2 separate regions of the Hordeum vulgare genome follow, and region 2 is linked to region 1. Evidence: chromatin contacts called from public Hi-C data. All regions are on one chromosome and are shown on one strand. The core of a region is the stretch at or near the end of the contact, and the rest is flanking DNA. Distances in the headings are between cores, read along the strand shown. Region 1 holds the start of LOC123427342 (probable ascorbate-specific transmembrane electron transporter 2). Region 2 has its middle 49 kb from the start of LOC123430577.

The links. Hi-C and Micro-C count contacts between places; a contact is called where the count stands out from the background.
Region 2: a Hi-C map of leaf shows a contact between it and region 1, with 3 times the contacts expected there. The contact joins the enhancer-like site here to the promoter of LOC123427342 in region 1. A contact is called at or near these places in 4 of 6 Hi-C or Micro-C datasets (leaf, seedling and an unstated tissue).

Annotation. Positions count from the first base shown.
Region 1 is chr2H:568,738,478-568,741,590 of MorexV3_pseudomolecules_assembly, forward strand. LOC123427342 (probable ascorbate-specific transmembrane electron transporter 2) reads right to left here and starts at 1,603. Exons shown (of 4, transcript XM_045111359.1): 1 at 1,196-1,603; 2 at 313-361; 3 at 1-163. The coding sequence starts at 1,345.
Region 2 is chr2H:568,815,282-568,818,086 of MorexV3_pseudomolecules_assembly, forward strand. No RefSeq gene overlaps it. Among protein-coding and RNA genes, the nearest start is that of LOC123430577, 49 kb to the right of the region's middle. Within about 2 kb of position 1,285, at least 2 of the 3 cell types and tissues checked have open chromatin away from gene starts, as enhancers often do. A contact at or near this core is called in leaf, where this site is marked.

The sequences.
Region 1 (3,113 bases), core at 353-2,852:
GAGTGCAAGCTGTAGAGGTTTGCGATGCCGCTGTCGTTGTGGAACTTGAAGGCGCAGTAGATCCCGACGGCGCCGAGGACGATGGCGATCGCGTGGAGGATCAGGTGGGTCAGCTTGGCAGTATCGTGGTTCAGTCCCGGAAATACCTTGTAGACCATTATGGCTGCCAGAGTGGATTGTTTGAGAGTAATTAACCTATCTGTGTTCTACTCCGACAGAAAAAATGAACATTTGATGGTCTTGAAATACACTTGTACAGTACCACCGACAGAAAAAAGATCAGGGGATTCTTGTACGGTTCTTTAACCTTACCTTCACTGCCGAGGATAATGAAACCGATCAGCATAAGAACAGGGTGGACCTGCATTTTACAGCACAAGAAAATATGAACATTTGATGGTCTTGAAATAACAACGCAATTAAGCTAAATTTGGGCACACTACTACGGCCACAAAGGCATAATAAAAACAGCATCAACCACTGGGTTTTTCAGTGATCCGATCGGGACTGGCAGGCAAGGGGGCAGAGAATTTAATTGGGCTCGTGTGCGAAAAGTCAGACGCTCCAGCAAAACTTGCACTACTACGCGAAATATGAATCCGATCGAGGATATTGTAAACAAAAAAAATCCTCACGACTCTAGGTTGGAACAGCAGGCCAATATGGCAATATTCAAGTACCCTACCATTGAAAACAGGATGGTTTTCCATGTGCTCTGTCCAATCTTATTTATGCTTTGAAGTCTCAGCGCTATTTTATGGGGTCCAATTAATTTCTGATCTGCAGGTGCCAGAACATTAATTGACAAGGGACATGAGCTAGCTGCAGCAAATCGAGATTCAAGAGCACTTGAGTTTTTCAATTGCAGCATTTTTCCCATTTCGAACATTGGTTCTTCCCTGGATACTAGCCTTGCAGCACGTTGAATCAATCAGACACAACACAAGACAGAAAACCAACAGCTCGAAGCTAGAGCAGAGGCGAGGCTGTTCATCTGATACGGGAGCAGGACTAATTTTTCCCTACCACGACCTCAAGGCAGGCATCGAACAGACACGACGATCCCATAATTCTCTTTGCTTCTAGAGCCGCCACGGTGATGTGACTTGCAACCGAAGTGATCGTAAGCATATGCCTATCCGATGGGGCCGGTTTGCAACAGGGGAAAAGAAGGAAAACCAGAGCGACGGCTTACGTTGAAGATGAGGTTCTTGTTGGCCGCCTCGAAGGCGAGGCCGCCGCGGAAGTGGATGCACCAGACGAGCACCATGGCCGCCGCCGCCGCGGCCAGCGCGTGCGCCGCGTAGGTGAACGGCGTCGCCTTCACGCCCAACGCGACCGCCATCTCGCCCCGCACACCAGCGTCCTCTTCCTTCTTCTTCTTCCTCTGGTCCCCGGTAGGGGCAGGCGCAGCTCACTCTCTGCCTGCCTGCGTGCTAGAAGCAGCGAGAGGAAAGCCGAGTCTTGGCTTTTGCTTTCGCCTCTTTCGCTTCGTGCTTGTTGTGATGTGTGGATGGCTTCCGTTGGTCCTGACTCCTAAGCAATAAGATGCTGACAAGCCCGTGAAGGCGTCTTCATCCATGCGTGGATCTGGCCGAGAGGTAGACACGAGATTTGACGGGAAGGTTTTACCCGCACGATCTGAATTTCTGCATCCTTCCGTGGAAACTCCCAAGTAAACAAACGAACAAACAAAACGGAAGGTGGTTGGCATGGCAGCGTACTCGAGGTTTTCTTTTTGCGGCTGTCCAACAGCAAATACTTTCCGTTAATTAACTGTATAATAGTGTAAGTAAGAGCGCGATCATACTGTCTGGCCACGAAGGCTACAAGCCTGATGATTAAGCCAAGTGGGCATTTTCCTTTTCCATTCGAGTTGCTGAAATGGAAGTTGGGCGCTGGATGCCATGGTTGATTCTCCCCGTGATCGCCAGTAACGGGATTGGGGGAAACACTCTCTGCCGGCGCCGGCCCAACTGTTGGGCCGGTCGAGCTTTAGCCGTCAGATTTGGCCTCCTTGAGCCGTCAGATCCCGTCATCCCCATCCCTCCTATCTTTAATCTAGAGGCCCGCCTCGCACGCGCCGACCGCCTCGCCTCACCTCCTCACCGCTGGTCGCCCTTCACCGTCGGCCGCCGTCCTCGCACCGGTCGCCGCCTTCACCTATGTCGCCTTCTGTGCGTTTTTAACCTCCATGGATGTAGCAGCGTGCGCTCATGGTTGCAACCCTTGTAAAAAACAATACGGTTGCATCAAAATAGAACGACAAATGTAGCAAAATTGTATAATAGTTGCAGCATTTCCCATCATGGTTGCAACTCGCCCATGTCAATGGTTATAGCAAAAAACAATACGGTTGCAACAATAAAAAATGATCGATGTAGCAAATTTGTACAATGATAGCAGCATTTTCCATTATGGTTGCAACTCGCTCATGCCAACGGTTGTAGCAAAAAAAAAATACGGTTGCAGCAAAAAAGAATGACTGATGTAGCAAATTTGTATAATGGTTGCAACATTTTTTTCATCATGGTTGCAACTCCGGCTACAAAACTCCGGCGAAGTTTGGTTGCAACTCTCATGGACGTGGTTGTAACTTCGGTTATCAACGGTTGAAGCTTTTTTTATGCCGTTTGAAGCTTTTTGCACACCGCTTGTAGCTTTTTTTAATAGATGCATACACACAGTCATGTCATCTCCCCTGTGGCTCGGCCCGAGCACCGGCGATGGTGGTTTTGCAGCAGCGCCAGCGAAGGGTACGAGGGCGTGCGGCGGTGCCTACGGGGGAGGGGGCGACGGCGGCATGTGCAAAGGGAACGCTAACGAACGTACGAGGGCGTGCGACAGCGCCAACACGGGGGAGGGGGCGACGGCGGCATGCACAGAGGAGAAGAACGCGACGGCGGCGCCTGAACGGGGGAGGGGGCGACGGCGACCTGCGCAGAGGGGAAGCACACGACGGCGACGCCTGCGCTGGGGGAGGGGGCGACGGCGACCTGCGCGGGGGGATGGCGGCGCCTGAGCGGGGAAGGGGGCGACGGCGACCTGCGCAAAGGGGAAGCGCACGACGGCGGCGCCTGCGCGGGGGAAGGGGCGACGGCGACCTGGGGAAA
Region 2 (2,805 bases), core at 35-2,534, 76 kb after region 1:
TTCAAAAAACTTTTTCACCATTCAACTTTTTTTATAAAATGTTCACATGTTTAAAAAACATATGCCACATTAAAACAAGTAATATAAAAAGTAAATAAATATTTTTATAATTTTAAAATATATTTCGTACCATTCAAAACCATAGACGTTACATTCTGAACAATGTTCATCTGGTTCAAAAATATTGTTTGTGTCATTTAAGAAAATGTTTATCCAATGTATCAAAAAATTCACAGTTAAAAAAATAATGTCTCGTATCATACAAAACATGTTTTAACATGTATTCACAAAAATGAAAAAGTATTAAAAAAGTTTATCATGTACGTAAAAATGTAAAGTATATATAATAAAATATTTTAGATGAATAAAAAAATACAAGAGGTATACAAAAGTGAGGTATAAAACTATATATTTGATTCTTTAACGTTTATAGAAAATCATACTGATGTATACTAAAAATGAATAAGGTGTAAGCCAAACATAGATATATGTTGACAAAACAAAATGAAAAGCAAACTAGGACAAAATAAAACCAACAAAAACAAAAAAAAAGACTTAAGAAAAAAATGAAAATGAAAATAAACAACAACATGGTAAACTGAACAACCACAAATTAGAAGTCTGGTAACCATCCATTGTTGGCGATTCCTAATATGAATCGGTACAAGCAGCACATAGTCCTATGCAGCACTGCCGTCGCAAGTGAACGATCCGGCGCCTGCAGTTCTGCTAGAATGGACGGCCAGCTAGAGTGCTGTCCAGATTTTTTTCTATTTGTAGACCTTTTTGTTACGGAAAAACTATAAAATCAAAAAATGTGTACAGATTTAAAGAAAAAAGGTTCATCCATTTGGAAAAAAAGTTCATATCTTAAAACAAATCATCAATTTAAAAATAAGTTCACTATAAATGAAAAAAAGTTCATCCATTTTAGGAAAAATCACTAAATATTTATAAATTTCAATAAATATACAAAAGTTCATAAAAATTAAAAAAATAGTTCCTGTATCTTTTTTCTAAAAGTTCGTTGAACTGAAAAAAGTTCATAAACCTTTAAAAAGTTCATCCATTTACAAATATATTTCATCAATTTCAAAAAAAATATTGATATTCAAACAAGTTCATCAATTTTAAAAAGTATTCGTTAAAATTTTAAAAAAGTTCATCGATATTCAAAAAAGTTCAAAGATTTCTAAAACAAAAGACAAACATCTATATCGGCCGGCCCAGTTCGAACGTCATAGGCACCAGTTAACAAAAATGTACCTTAACTGGCGCCAAATAGAAAATGCCGCCACTATTTATCGGATTAAGCGATTGCTGCAGGATGCCTCACTGAAGGTTCCAACGTAACTGGGCCAGCCCAATTCGTGCGCGAGTCTATTTGAAGTAAAAAAGAGAAGCGTACAAAGGTAGAACCAGTGATCTACATGCAGTTCACACTCGCTATTAGGCACCCGTCCAACTCGCAACCTTGTTAGGTGGAAGGGGAGAGCCCAACTTGAGACCATTAGACCTAGGTTTTTGTCTTGGTTTTCTAATATATCTTTTATTTTCTACTCCGTTTTTCATTCCTTTTTGCATTTTGTTTTCTTTGTTTTACTTTTATTTTTTCTTTGTTTTACTTTTATAAAAAAAATTGGATTCTCTGTTATTTTTGTTTTTATTTCCATTTTTCTATTTTATTTTGTTCTTATACATTTTTTGAAATACTTTTTAAACATTTTTGAATACTTGTTGAACATTTTAATACACATGATCAATATTTCTTTCAAAATACTTGTTCAACAATTGTCTAAAACTTGTTCAACATTCTTTAAATACTTATTTAACATTTTGATACACATGACCAACATTGTTTTCAAATACTTATTCAATATTAATTTTAAATACTTGTTCAACATTTTTTAATATTTCCCAACATTTTTAAATACTAGTAGGACATTTGCCAAATACTTGTTCCATACTTTTATATGCATGACCAACATTTTTTCAAATATTTCTTTCGTATTTTTAGAATATTTGTTTAACATTTTTCAAATAATTGGCAACATTCTAAATTCATTGTGGAATAAATATATTTTAAATATTTCTTAAGAGTTCTTTTGTAATATATATATTTGTAAAATTTTCAGATTAGAGACAAAAGTAAAAAAAACAAAAAAAGTGAAAATAAAAGCAAACGGAGAACTGGTTGGAGTTCCCCGCACGCGTGGGCTGGCCCGACTAGCGGTTCCCTTCAGCGACTCAGTGACTCCTCTCGCGTAACACGAGAGATAGGCGTTCCCTAGTCCTGGCACAGGATGTTTTGGTTTCAGTTTTGCTTTTCCCTTTTATTAAAGACTAGCAAAAGGGCCCATGCGTTGCCACGGGAGAAAAAAAATACCACACGCTTTTAATCTTTTATAATCATTTTGATTTATTAAAATAATAAGCTAACTAACTAATGTAGTCAGTCCTATCTTATTTTGTTAAGAAATCAACCCGTCCATTGTTAATTCCACCATGATGAGAAATTGAGCGGGACAAGCAAAGCAAAACAAAGAGGCTACGTGAATTGATCAATGGACTGTTATCTTATTTCACTCATGGGATAGAGAATGTGGGATCAGATGACAAACTGAAGGTGGTGTTTGTTGGAATTATGCCTTAGAGGCAATAATAAATATAATTATTATTATAATTCCTGTATCAAGATAATCGTTTATTGTCCATGCTATAATTGTATTGAATGAAGACTCATTTACATGTGTGGATACATAGACAAAACACCGTCCCTAGCAAGCCTCTAGTTGGCTAGCCAGT